Linked DNA regions of Ovis aries: region 2 is linked to region 1. Evidence: chromatin contacts called from public Hi-C data. All regions are on one chromosome and are shown on one strand. The core of a region is the stretch at or near the end of the contact, and the rest is flanking DNA. Distances in the headings are between cores, read along the strand shown.

The links. Hi-C and Micro-C count contacts between places; a contact is called where the count stands out from the background.
Region 2: a contact with region 1 is called in a Hi-C map of tail adipose tissue, with 2.7 times the contacts expected there. The contact joins two enhancer-like sites. A contact is called at or near these places in 4 of 16 Hi-C or Micro-C datasets (hypothalamus, skin fibroblasts and tail adipose tissue).

Annotation. Positions count from the first base shown.
Region 1 is chr18:7,399,638-7,406,798 of ARS-UI_Ramb_v3.0, forward strand. The region is part of intron 2 of IGF1R (insulin like growth factor 1 receptor); the gene reads left to right. Among named protein-coding and RNA genes, the nearest start is that of PGPEP1L, 170 kb to the right of the region's middle. Within about 2 kb of position 2,569, at least 46 of the 54 cell types and tissues checked have an H3K27ac peak or open chromatin away from gene starts, as enhancers often do. A contact at or near this core is called in hypothalamus and tail adipose tissue, where this site is marked.
Region 2 is chr18:7,447,047-7,453,969 of ARS-UI_Ramb_v3.0, forward strand. IGF1R (insulin like growth factor 1 receptor) reads left to right here. Exons shown (of 21, transcript XM_027957015.2): 6 at 6,902-6,923. Among named protein-coding and RNA genes, the nearest start is that of PGPEP1L, 130 kb to the right of the region's middle. Within about 2 kb of position 3,460, at least 24 of the 54 cell types and tissues checked have an H3K27ac peak or open chromatin away from gene starts, as enhancers often do. A contact at or near this core is called in hypothalamus and tail adipose tissue, where this site is marked.

The sequences.
Region 1 (7,161 bases), core at 1,319-3,818:
AAGTGGGGCCCCAGAGCTTAGTCCTGTCCCTACCTTGTATGGTTCCGTGAGTGTCAGACTGAGGGTTCTGAGGCAAATCCTCCCAGAAAACTCATCTTCCTTTGCCTGAATGTGCTGCTGAGTGGAGCCTCCTATACTGTCCGTTGCTTTGGCTTGAGGTCCGCTGGAGATGAGGTTGTGAACCCAGCAGATGAAAAAGAAGACAGACTATACAGCCAGCAAGTGGGTAATCAGATAGGAAGGATGGTAGTTAAATCTCATGATGAAAATGAAGCAGGTCTGTGTAATAGTGGCCAGGAGGTGCGCGTGGTGGGGGTGGAAGTGGCATCTGAGCAAGAGAGCTGAAAGGGCAGGAGGAGCCCGCCCACAGTCAGACTAGGCGGGGTCTTCAGGGAGAGGCACTGGGGAAGGACCCTGTGGCGGAGCCAGCTTGAAAGTGTGTGCACTGTCACGTCTGGAGACCAGAATGGACCGGTCTATGGACACCTGGTGGGGAGGAAAGCACTTTGTGGATTTGCCTTTCAGTTCTTGGTTCTTGCGTACACCACGCCAGCTGTCGGACTGTCCTTGTGTCCCGGCCAGGCGGAGAGAGGAGCAGATACCTGGAGGCCTCTCTCTCTGAGATGCTCTGGGGGAAGGGGTGGCAGGAGCTGGTGAAAGTTCTGCGCAAGGTAGGGAGCATTTTTTAGGCTGAAAAAGAATTTGCCTCTTCTCAGGAGGACAGAAAAGGGCCTGAGTGGCAGAGGAGACGGCATGAACAGCTGCGTGTGTGCAGAGAACCATAGAGGGACAGAACTGCCAGGGCCTCCACCTTGGGGGTCGGGGGTTGAACGAGTACGTGTCAGCCAGACGCCAGCTCCGAAAGCACGCGCTAAGTGAGCTGGGGGCGGAGAGAGGCTGAGGACCGTGTGCAGAGGTGCGCAAGTCCAGAGCATGCTTATCGCAGGCCTGCATCTCCGTACACATCAGAAGCCGACACCACTTTTGCCCTCGGGAAGTTCAGTGTCTCACCAGGCGGCCAGAGCTGCGATCCTAGTCTGCACGCAGTATTGGCCAGGCCATCAGGGGCACTGAGAGGCGCGGGAGGCAGGGGCGGGAAGCGGTGGAGAACAGCGGCCTCTCCCGGGCTGGCAGGGGATAGCACAGAAGGCGCAGACTGAGTGAAGGGCGTGAAGGGTGTGTATGGAGGGCACTGGGGCCTGCGACCGGAACCGAGTGCCCCAAGGGAGGTTGGTTGGAAGGAAGGAGGCTGCAGACCTGGGGGCTGGGTCTAGGGTGGAAAGGACGAGGGCACTAACTCCACGCAGCAGGCAGTGGGGGCGAGGCGCTCTTGGAGCAAGCAGACAACAGAGGCTGGCAATCCGTGGAGCCGGGGGCGTGTGTGTGCGGGGGGGGGGGGGGGGCGGTGATACAGAGGACCCCCAGGTTCACTCTTAAGTTCCGTCCTGCCAAGAGCCCTTTGTATCTTTATTTTTAAAGCTCTCCAGCAGTCTGGCTGTCTGGCCACGGGTGGCAACATGGCTTACCATGAGAGTGTAGAGTCAGCAGGCAAACAAGTGTTCTGGAGATCCCTCTGGTGTCCAGCTCCCCCCACAGGCCCCCGCCCCCTTCCCTTCTCCATCAGCTCCCGGAGGCCTCTCTGTGGACTCTCTCTCCCAGGAAGGTAGTGTCTGGAGACCTCTGTGTTGATCGTGCCCCTCCTGGAAGCAGCCCCAGGAGCTGCCGGGCTTGGGGGAGCAGCACCTCCATGCTGAAAGCTGCCGATTTTCTTGCTGAGGTCCCAGGAGGATGGTGAGGACAGGAGGAGGAGTGGATTGTGATTCAAGGCAAAGTAGAGCAGGAGTTACCTTGGCATGCGTGCAATATCCTGGGTGAACTACCCCCTCTATGGAAAATGCAAGTTAACTGTTTATTTCTTGTCAAAGGAGCTTAATACAACATCATCTCAGTTTCTTTTTATATGTATGTTTCCAAACACGGTCAGCCCTGAGTGAGATCACAGCTCCAAAAACTTGTGATGAAAAGGTCTAACAAGGCGTCTAATTCACCTCTGTGAAGGGCACATTATGTAAGCAAACAATTTTTAGTACCAGGGTTTAAAATCACTTCTGCAGAGACAAAAGTATACACTGTGGAGGGAGGGGGAAGAGGGAGAGTCAAGTGAATCGGCCCTCGCCCGTTCCCTTTTGGGAGTTTTTAAGTTGTAGGAAGAAAAAGGAGAGCGAGAATTGTGGAAACAAAACCTTTTTGGTTTTCCACTGAACAAAAATGATGGGAGGATGCAAGTCAGCAGTTCTCGCCCAGGGGATCTAAAGGGCGCCCACTTGTGTCTGCTTTTCTGGGGGGCCCTCGGCCGTCTTCCCGCCGCGGGTTCCTTTTGTCTCAGGGCCGCCCGGGCTCGGGACGAGGACCGGAGCAGCGGGCATCCCGCGCCCTCCCGGCTGCGGTGGACCGAGGTTGTTTACTACTTTCCACTCCGAGTGGCACGCCAATCACGAGGACCCGCCCTCCCCACCGCCCAATCGGCTCGCTGGGAAAGTCCACCGAGCCAGGGGCCCGGGCGGTGACTGGCTGGCACGGCCGTCAGTCAAGCGCGCATCCCGCAAGGATGCGGCGGGAGTGTTGAGGCAGCGATCAGCAGAGCGGAGGAGGAGTAACCTTCCCCATAAACAAGATGTGCGCCCCCCTCCAATAAAACGGGGGTGCGGGCGCCGAAGCGTAACCCAGCCCTGGGGCCTCAGCGAAGCCGAGCGAGCGGCGCGCGGAGCCGGGGAATCCCTCCCTCCCTCCGCTCGGCCTCCCGCCCACCGCCGCAGTTGTAAACACGTTTCCCTCCGTGGCTGTTTTCCTTCTCGCAGTGGCCATTACAGGCTGCTGTTTACCAGAATCTCGCAGGGCATGGGCGGCCTTCTGGCCCCAGTCCTCCATTGCCCGCGCCCCCCTGCCCTCATGCCAGCCTCTTTCTTTTCCCTCTGGCTAATCGTGCAGACTAAAGGAGGCTGGGTTACCATCAGGCTGGTTTTCCTTTGATTCCTGCCCATGTGGGACAAGTCACGCTTTGTCAACATGCACCATTTTCTGCGGCGATCGTGCTTCCTTTTTAAATTGCGTGCTTGGGCTAGACGGATTTTGGTTAGGAACACTGCACACGAAACTGGCGCAGCTCTGGAAGGACTGGGTGGGTTTTTGGTTGTTGTTGTTGTGACTGTTTTGGGATGCTTGGAATGCTCTTGTAATTCTGCGTTTCCTTCCAAAACGGGTCTTGAATCTCTCACCCACTAGTAGGTTTGAGATCTGTTGCTATACCATCACCAGCAGCACACGCAAGAAAGACAGCATTGTGTTGAGCTCAATGTTTTTGTACCTTCCTCTGTGGTCTGAATCAGGTTTCCCATTTCCAGCTGCACAATGTGGTTGTATTCAGTGTGATAGGGGCGTAGTGGACAGGAATTATTTGTGACAGGGCTGCCTGGAAGATGCGGACTGGAGTTTGCGCGGCCGGGAGCAGCTTCAGTGTCTGAAGCTTCTCTGTTACGCTACAGAGGCTCTGAGCAGAAAACGCAGGCAGAATGGCAAAATCCAGCAAGAGCATGTGGCATTCGGTTCAAAAATGCCCCGCCCCGCCACCTTTTTAGGAGCCGCTGTTCCAGATGATATCCAGTCTTGCTTAACGATTCTTTTCAAAAGAAAGGAAGAGTGCTCTATAAAGAGAGCTTGTTTTGGGACATTTTGTGAGAAGCCCCGTCAACAGTAAATAAATGATTTTGAGGTTCTGGTTTGCTGAGTGATTAGGCCTCCTTCGGGCCTGAATCACAGTCACAGAAAGCCTCTGCTTCTTGGTTTATAGTAACTGCAGAAACACAGCAGAGCTGTAGCCATGGGGCGAGCCATGTCAGCCCTGCAGCCTGTGTACTTTGTCAGCAGTGGGGCGTGTGAGGTGCTTACCGGGAATGAAAGGAGGGGAAGATAACACTGCAAATATAAATATAAGGAATGGTACGTGGTGGTCGTCATGATTTGCAAGAGCAGCTTCCAGGCCACTTAAACCCTAGGAAACATGTCCCATTTCAACTTACCCATCCCATCCGATTTGGATTTCCCTGTCTCTCTCCCCCTGTTCTCGCTGTCCCTTTGTACTCCGCAACGAGGATAATTTTCCTGAGAGGAGGGGTCTCAGGGCGCTGTGGGTTGGGAGAGGGGCCAGGGCAGAGTTCCGCCCAGCCTTGGGGCCCCTGAGGTTCTGGGTGGCATTGTCGCCCCACCGTGTGAAGTTTCAGACAGGGCGAAGGCAGGCAGAGAGGCACTGCAGTCTCAGGCAGGGTGCTGTCACGCTCTGAGCCCCCGCTTTGGCCCTCCTAAGCTCGCGGGGGCCATTCCTTTGTAAGCCTCGGTGTCCCCCCGGGGTGAGATGGAGAGAGTAACGCCCCGCGCAGGCTTGTGAGGCCTAGGGAAGCTCCCCAGGAAACGTGCCTGCCTCCCTGCGGGGCCCCTGGAGGTGCCCAACTGGCCTCTGCTCAACCCTCCTTCTCGTGGCCCCTTCCCGCGGGCCTCCTCCTGGTTCGGAGTGGCACGCTGAGCTCATCTTTTGCTGGCTTTCTCTGTCACCTGCTCTTGTGGCCAGGTCAGCCTGTTCGTTTTTCCATGCCAACAGCCTCTCCGTGCCAGTAAGTCACGTCTGAATAACCAAAGCCTGTTTCCCTGCAGGAGGACGCCAGGGCAGGCGGGTCGGGAGCCAAGCGGCTGTCTCCTGTTCAGATAGAGCGGGGGCTGGGAAGAGCAGGAGAGCCCTGGCGGCTCTGCCGACCTCGGTGGAGGTTTGGAATCACCTTTAATCCCACCCCAGGGTCAGGTTCCCCGGGGCCCGCCCGGAGCTCGTGCTGATCTGGCCGTAGCCCTCCCCGCACCCACCTCCAGACCCCTCAGCGCCCCTGGCTGGGTGCGGCTCCCGCGGCCACTCCTGACCAGCCTCCCCAGTTCTGGGTGCCCCCCAGGCCCACCCAGTCCAGCTTCCAGAGCCGGCTCCAGCCCGCCCCTCCCCGCGGCTCTGGCCTCTCCCCCTCTCCCCCTGTGAGCCTCATCCTCAGCACCTGGGGACCCCCACGCTGGCCTGGGTTGTGTCCTCCAGGGCCTCGGGGGTGTCTTTTACTTTCACGGCATCCCCCAGCCTGAGTCATATAATGTCATACAATGGCACCCCGGGCTCCGGAGCCAGACACACTGGCACCCTGGCCACATGACCGACCCTCTGAGCCTGTCTTCCCTCCTCTGTGAAGAGAGGTGACAATACCTGTCCCCTGGGGGAGCCGTGAGGATTAACTGTGCTTGGCCCCAAGTTGGCTCCTAGTAGGCACTCGGGAAGTGTGAGTTATGGTAAGCAGTTTTTGTCAGCCATAGATGGAGATGAATGAAGGACCTCTGAGAGAGTGGGAAGGGGAGCCACTGATGCTGCTGCCTTTCCTCCATAAGAATAGGTGCCCACTGCTGTTCTTATGCCTCTCTGTGTTCTACTTAGCCAGCCCTTGATAAATATTTATTAAACAAAGAAAAAGTTAGCTCTTCATGGGTATAAATTTAAAATCTGTTGCTTTGTCAATAGTGATTTTTATGAAATCACTTATAAGTCAGACTAGAAGCCCTCATCTGAAGGAACTGGGCCAAACAGGAAAATCTGAGCCCCTTGCTTGAAGACAGAGTAGTCCAATACACACCAGGGGCCCAGTGAGTCCTTACTGAACCATTGTCAAGTATGTGTTGAAAATAAATGGGAAGTTCTGAACAGTGGGGGAAAAAGAATGATTGCACTTGAGGTGCCCACAGCTCCTTCAAGCGCCTGCAGCTGGTTAGATTGCAGAAGCAGGCGGGCCCCTGATGTGGGATGGCCGTGGTGTCCAACGCATGAGGCTCTGCACAGAGGACAGGGGGCAGGGGCGCGGTGACGCCGGCTGTCACTGTGGGAGAGGTGTGGAGTGTGCTGAGCTCTGCCCGCTGCTGGGACCCCGGCACCCTCCCTGATGCTCTGTAGCCCTGAGCCATTAGGACTACTGAGTTCTGTTCAGAAAACATTTGTGGGATGCCTGCGGGCAGGTGCTTGGCTGAACTCTAGGGGTACAAAGAGGCAGAGCCGTGCCCAGCTCCTTCCTTGAAAATATGCCCAGGACCATCATCGCCTTCCTGACCCAAGCAGGAATTGTGTAACCTGGCATCATGACAGACCTGGTCCACAATTATCGCCAGGGCAGCTTTTCCAGTTATACGACTACAGCTCTGTGACCTTGGGTGAGCCACTTAATTTCCTTAAGCCTTGATTTCCCCCTCCTCTGGCAGATAAAATATCAGGGTGGGGGCGAGGGGAGGTGATGGTGGAGGCGAGAACATGTATGAAATACTTAGTGCTGTGCTTTTGGGAAGGAGCCACTGATGGAAGATACTGAACTGTAGCCTGCATACTTGCCTCAATCAGTCTGCTGAGCTATTTTCAGTTTGTATCTGAAAATAAAGGGTGGATTGCTCTCCAAATATACAAGAATTGGATCCAGTCTCTAAAAGGATGTTTGCTATTCTTCAGCAAAATAGCATTCTTCTTAAGTTTCATTCAATCATTCCACAAAAATCTGAGCATCTGTTTTGTCCCGGGCACTGTGCTTGTAATGGGTGTACAATAGCAAACAGAACACTTGCTTTCTGCTCGCATCAAGCTGACAGTTGGACAGGGAATGTAGACATTAAATAAAGAGAAGTGTGATGATGGCCATATAGGGGGAAGCCTGGTATGTGTTTTAATATGTAACACCTGCTGTGTGTTTTAATGTTGAAATGAATCTTAGGAAGGTGTTTCCATCTGAAAATAATGATCTACCCTTTTGCCTGCGAACACCTCTGTTCTCTGTAGGCAACAGAAATCCTTGTTCATGTTTTGGGTGAGAGATTCTGTTGATAGGGAATAGGGGGGTTCACGATAAAAAGTACACTAGTACACTAGACACGATACAGAGGAGAGACTACGTATTGGATTTTCCTTGGCTTGAGCACTAATGTAGCTTAGGGAAAACAGTTGTGTGCAAGTAGAAAAGTGTTGCTTAGCTACCCTTAAGTGACCCCCAAATTCAGGTAAACCATTTTGTGCAGAGTTTTAAAAATAAATGTACATACCCATGGCTCACA
Region 2 (6,923 bases), core at 2,210-4,709, 48 kb after region 1:
GGTGGTAAGCACCTTTTCTTTAGCCTATTGATCCCTGCAAGTTTTCCTTCTGCTTGAGGATACACTTTTTCCCCCAGGTTGAGCAAGTGATATAGATAGAGGGGAGAGCTAGCAGGAGAGTTCAATTAATTTTTATTAGGAATTATTACATGACATGATTACCTGTCAGTTGTGTGTTAACTAAAAGTATTAGGCACTCAAGTGTAGCTGAAATTAAAGTGTGATTTTTATTTGCAAAAATATTTATGACGTATTTCTTATTATCTGAATCTTGTGTGTAGCCTGAAGCCCCAGTGGGGTCTTCTTACAGATAGATGCATATCATCTTTTAGGTGTGTGGGCCACTTCCAGGCTCAGCGAAGCTTCAGGCCTCGCTTGATCTTCGTACTTTATTTGTCAGGGGATGGCAGTGGTGAGCCTGCTGATCGTCAGTAGCCCTGGTAGCCCTGAGGAGACTGAGCGTCCAGCCGTGGATTTCTTCCTGCCGTTGCTGGGGGCCTCTCTCTCTAGCTGGAGCACTTGGGAACCGAGCTTCTCTTCACAAGAGCTGTGTTCCTTTGACTGCCTTCCTCACCCATGACCAAAATGGTCTGGGGAACCTTGCTTGTGATGAGTGCCCCTGCGTCTGGCTTTGGATCGGGTGTGACCAGTAGCAACTCAATTCTGTATTTCTCCTCCTCAGACTTAGGAAGGAGGTTAGGTCCAGCCTCTTCACCTGCTCCTCTCACTCCTATAGGAAGAGTCACACAGATACAGAGAACAAATGCGGGGTTACCAGCAGGGGAGGGGGAAAGGGGTGGGGAGTATAAGGATAGGCGATTAGGAGGTACAAACTATTACGTATAAAATGAGCTACAGGAATAAAATGTACAACACAGAGAACATAGCTGATCTTTTAGAATAACTACAAATGGACTATAACCTGTAAAAACTGTGGGGATTTCCATGGTGGTCCAGTGGTTAGGAATACAGGGGATGCAGTTTTGATCCCTGGTCACGGAATTAAGATCCCACAAGCCACGTGGTGTGGCCAAAAAAGTGAACCGTAAAAACTATGAATCACTATATGTACACCTAAAACTACAAAGAATGCACAGTAAACTTTAAAAAGAGCCAATCTTCCACTCAAACCTTAAAAAAGAAGGGAAAGGAAGAGTCAATGAATGCCAGCAGTGCTGAGTGAACTTTGCAGAGAGCCACAGGGAAAGAAAAGGAGCATGCCATGGGCATCACAAAGAGTCCGATTTCTGATGAAGAAAGATCAGACAGGCTTCTGAGAAGAGGTGGCTTTGGAGACGGCCTTGGGGGGTTTCCGGAAACGCTCAGAGAGCAGAGGGTGAAGAAAGGCGTTTCAGGCCAGCAGCAGCAGAGGCAACGAGCTGGGGCGTCCTGGGACCTGTTTGGCAAAAAATGCTGGAGAGGTAGGTGGCATTAGGATTACGTAAGCTGCTATGCATCCAGGTGTGGAGGTTCTAATTTGGATAGGCAGTGGAGCCTACTCAGGACGTTTGAGTTACCCGAGTGTTAGTAGAACCTTTCACTTCCATGTGCTTTTGCTGTAAGCCAGGATGACTTTTACCCCAGGGGTTCCCACACTTTGCAATATATAAGAGTCATCAGGGGCTTTTAAGGAATCCTGATGTGCAAGCTGTAGTCCATCCCAATTCATTCAGAACCTTTAAGGGTGGGATCCAAGCATCAGTGCTTTTCTAAAGATTGCCAGGTAATTTCAGTGTGTGGCCAAATTGGAAACCGCTGCTTTACCCCTTTATTTCTTCTTCTCATAAGCATGTCCCCAAACTTTGATTTTTTGCCTAGATATTTTCTTGTCCCACTGTTGTCTTAAAGTATGATTTTTCTTATACCTCTCATGACCAAATAAGTGCTTCCACTTGGTCCACTGGGAAGAAAGTTTTACAGCCTTTTGTTTTGATGCTGGACAGACAGATTGGTAGTACATACATCCTTTTTATGTCTCACCCTTTGCTTTCCAAACTGCAACTGAGACCTGTCCCCAAATGTCTCCTGAGTAGCCCAGACTACAAAGTCAAGTCCAGAATGTGAAATTCAAGAGCGTTACCTGGAGTAGACCTCTTATTCCTCACTCAGAGTGAGCTGATTCTAGAATCTGACGTCCAGGACCGTGATGGACACGGCAAAATCACATGGGAACAGGTGGCAGGGCTGCTTGTCTCTGGATAAAGGGGCCAGACAACATAGGCAGTCTAAAGTTAAGCCAGCAGAATTCAGGTGGCCAGCACTTCCTTGAGGACATCACTCTGTGTAAGGTGGTGTGTTTCTGGAGCCTTAGACATGAAGACCAAAGTTCTGCTGTTTTGGAAGGAAGTGAATTTTGGAATACACATGTACAAGATTTCTATGAAATGGCTAATTTGTAAGCCCTTGAAAAAGAAGATATTTCTGTTATCTGAAAAAATTTTGAACAACCCTGTTTTGTGATAGCATCAGATAAATGAGTTAAAATCTCAGATTTGTTGGTGCCACCTAGGATAGTCGCCCTGAAAAGAATAAGAGTTAGACGGAGGTGGTGGGTTATAAGGATCGGAGTCTTGGATGCAGTCAGGCGTCTCTACTCAAGTCTCTACCACTCGGCTTTGCAACGCTCTGTGCTTTGTCCTATCTTCTTGCAACTCTAAGATTAGGTTGCAACATGGCTGTACTTTAACACGTCTTTGGCACTTCCAAAAAATGTACACTCAGTCGTGTGACTCAGCAGTTCCAGGATCTACCCCAGTATCTACCCAAGAGAAACGAAAACATGCCCCCACAAGACTCATAGGCGTATTATTCATGATACCATCCCCCCTCGCCCCACAGCAAATAAAAGCCCCACTGGAAGCAGTCCAAATGTCCATCAGCAGATGAGTGGATAAATAAAACGTGGCGCAATGGGCTCCTGCCCAACAATAGTGTCACAACAGGAGTGAACCTCAGAAACATCAGGTTCAGTGAAAAAAAGCCAGACACGAGAGACTCCACGTTGTAGATTCCATTAATGGGTGATTTCTGGAAAAGGGAAAACTGTGGAGACAGAAAGCCGTGAAGGGCTGGGGGTGGAATCAGAGGTTGAGCACCACTGGGAACGAAGAGCTTTGGAAGTGCTGAGAGCGAGGAGGGGTGGAGAGGCTCCGACACTGCCTCGTGGGGATGGCTGCACCCCTGTGTGAGTTTACTGAGCTCCGGAACTGTAAAAGCTTACAATGACTGGATTTTTTGGGTAGATAAATTATACCTCAGTAAAGCTGTTTTTAAAACACTCAAAGAGGAAACATTTTTAGAGTATCTGTTTGGTTCTAGAGACACGTGAATATAAATTCCTACCCTTGCTGAACCCCTGAGGCTGGTGTAAATATTGAACTTCGGAGGAGATTTGGACGTAGTCGAAAGCAGTCTGTTGCAAACGACGGATTAGAGGCAGCCTCTGTGCAAAGACCAAGCCCTCCATCGGCTGCGGAGTGCTGGAGACAGCCTCCATGTGCTGGGTTCTGATGCCCCCTAGAGACCGCAGGGAAGAGGCTGCGGTTTTTTTCTCTGAGAAATAAAGGGAATGGTGATTGCTTTTTTCCAGTCTGTCAGTGAAGTTTGGAAACGGGGAGAGTGTTCATTCCTGCCCCGCCCTCCCCCCAGCCCCATCTGTCCCAGCTGGGGAGAAGCTGAAGAAATGCTTTGCCTAGAGTTGCTGCCTAGTAAGACTGGAGATGACGCTCCAGCCCTGGACCTGGCGTTGTCTTCTAAGTACGAGGAGAATCCCCAGCGCTGTACCTTCCTCTGCTTCCTGGTCCTTCCTGCCCTTCATCTGAGCAGGCGGGGAGGTGGTGGTGGTGACAACTCAGAGGAAAGAGAGCCCTGAGACTGGGGCCATACAGAAAACAGGCGTACAGTATGCGCTGGGCATGTAGAATGTTGATGCAGGTAATATGTGGATGTCTTCAAGGAGATAACCTCCCATGGGGGCCCCCCCTCCAAGCATAGGAACAAACATTTTTTGCAACGATTAAGAAGAGCTAAGGACAGGACACTAACACAGATAAAATCCAGGCACCACGGAGTCTGCGTAAGGGACAGAAAAATAACCAGATAGTTTTTAAAAATACATTTTGAATGTGAAGGCAGTCATCTTAGAAACAATTAGGAAATCACATTTATGGAACAATTGAGTTAAACAGCCAGTTCCTTTAGGAAACAATAAAATCTAAGTGTGTTTATGTGAGTGTTGAAGATGTGCAGACAAGTTTCTGCCTTTTCCTACCTCTTAATCCTCACCTGATCTTGGCAGGAATGTGAGGGCAGTGGGGCGCCAGCTGTGGCTGGGAAAACAAGAACAGTATTGACGGGCAGCTCGTGAATGGCTTGGTTATTATTGTGAGGAGGGTTTTATTTTTATTTTCTGTCGCTTACTCCAGCTCCATAACGACCGGGTTTTATTGATATTGGTATCCTGGCTCCAGGCCTTCTCAGTGTTGTTAAAAAATGTTTATGTTTACTGTAGAAAGATAATCTCGCTTTTCAAAGTGATTAATCACATACACAGAATTTCAGTGTGCCTGCCATTCATTTGTCAAATTCCTGATTTATAATTCATGCTCCCTCCCCTGGGGAGAAGATGTTTTGTTCAGAAGGTATTTTCGGTCGGGTTATGTTCCCTGCTAGTGAAATTAGTTTACTAAAATAAAAGCCTCATCTTAGGTTGAGTCAGAAGTTTGACCTGGGTAATTGGCCTTTACTCCCGGCTCAGAGGTTTCTGCACCAACAAGGAGATTTTGTCCCTAGCGGTTCCGACCTGGGCGCCTGGGAGCCGCCAGACCCACAGGGTTTGTGTTGACACCTCAGAGCATCCTTCAGAGCTGGGACTAGCCCGACGGCCCGTAATGGCAGGCATCCGACTCCACCTGCGGACACCCCTCCTCCAGGCAGCGGCCCCAGCAGCCTGGCAAGGGAGGATCAGACACAGGGAGGAGGGGCATGGGGAACACCCGCCCGCACACGTGGCCTTGTGTTGCCTAGCCTGAGCCTCGGTTCCTTTGGACAATATTTCACATCCATTTTCCAGCATATTCCTATGTTGGGGAGCAAGCTCTCGCTGGAAGAAAAGGATTTGTTGGCCTGACCATTTCTGCCGCCTGACTGGGTGGCCCTGGATGTATCTGAGGCCTCAGGTGGGTCTGAAAGGAGCCCCTCTTGGCCCCGAGCTGCCGCCTTTGGGCCCGCGGGCTCCCTGTGCCCCTCATCCACCCCGGCCCCGCGGGGTGCAGCCCAGGGCTCCTGCGGGGCTGGGCCTCAGGCTGGGGCAGGTGCCCCCTGGGCGCGGCAGGCCCGCAGGGCGCTCGGGTGACGCCGTTCCTCCGCCTGCTGACCCGTGAGTGACGGATGGAACTGCAGAAAGAGCTGAGGACCTGCGTGCGTGCGCGCAGCTCATGGACCGCACTGCTCGTCCTGGACCCCGTCTCGGAATGCCCCGGGAACTCCGGGGGAGACGGGGAGACGTGTGGGCGGGACCCGGGCTTCCGCTTAGCTTAGCCTGTGGGCTGACTGGCGGGTCGAGGTCCAAACCTCACCGGGCGCCAGGAGGTGCCCAGCGCACCCCGCCCCAGGGCAGAGAAGCGCTCTGGGCTTCCGCCTGGTCCGTCCTGCCCTGGGAACGGGGGCCGGGGTTCTTCTCTGCTCTGTGTGTTGGATCCCTGAGTGGGTCTTGGAAACCACACACCAGGTGGCACCAGTGCCTAGACTCAGTTTTGTAGAGGGCGCTGGAGCAAACCCCAGAAGGAAACAGGCTGGGGCGGGGGCAGGCAGGGGAGGGGCCTGAGGTCTCCGGGGAGCAGACCGGTCGGTGCCAGGACCCTGCCCGCCTGGTGTGCAGAGGCGTGCAGACCCCGGGCTGGAGCTGTCCGCTCGCCTGCTGCCCCGAGGTGGTGGGGGCGGGGATGGTTTCTAGGGAGACCCAGGCTAGCGGCTGCCCAGGCTGGCTGTCCCCCCGCCTCGCCTTCAGAGGCAGCCGTGTCTGCTGCTTCTGGGTCCACCCACCCGGATGGACGTCTAGCCTGGTCAGCTTTGGAGCCCCCGCCCCTCATGGTGCTCAGCTCAGTACAGTATGCGCTGGGCATGTAGCGCATCTGTTAGACCAGTGCCTCTCCAGGTGTGACCCCAGCACGTACAGCGTTATCATCCCCTGAGCTCTGGTTAAAAATGCAGATCCTCAACCCCCTAGGCCTGCTCAGGAGAAAACCCCAGGGTGGGGCCCAGCCCCCAGCCCCCAGCCCCCAGCCCTCTGAAAATCAGGTTTGGTGCCCTGAACTTGCTGGACACTGAGTTGCTGTCGCCTGGATGGGTGGCCTGGGGAGTTGCCCTTCAGGGGCCATTTCTTCTCCCCCACCTTCTCCAGTGACCAAAGTGGAGACTTTTCAGGGTGGGCTGCATCTGGAGGAGGCACTGACGTTTCCTCTCCTCCCCGCTGAGCTGCACGGAGGGGATGGGATAGGATTTAACCCCGAGGATAATGGCAGGCTTTCTACAGCAAATATGTAAGCTGTTCCGGTTGAGTAACAGAGCATATCTGTTCTCCCGCGGACTGATTTCAAGTGCGTTGTACATACTCTGCTTGAGAGAAATAACCAGAGGCGTTTCTAGAGAATGATTTGAGTAGCAGCCTCTAGTCTGAGAAGCCTAATCGGGGTTATCAAATTAGTGTTTTATCTGTTTTGACATTATCCTTGAATCATATTGTTGCCATTGTTAACAGGGACTCTTCCTGCTTAGATACTGTTAATTCCATGTCTGATCGGCAGAGGCGCTGTTTTCTGGAGCCAGGTGGTGAAGAGTCCCAGAGCAGGGCGGCTGGAGGAGGCAAAGGGTACGGGTCTGAGGCTGATCTCTCTGCTTCCAGGAACTACTCCTTCTACGTCCTT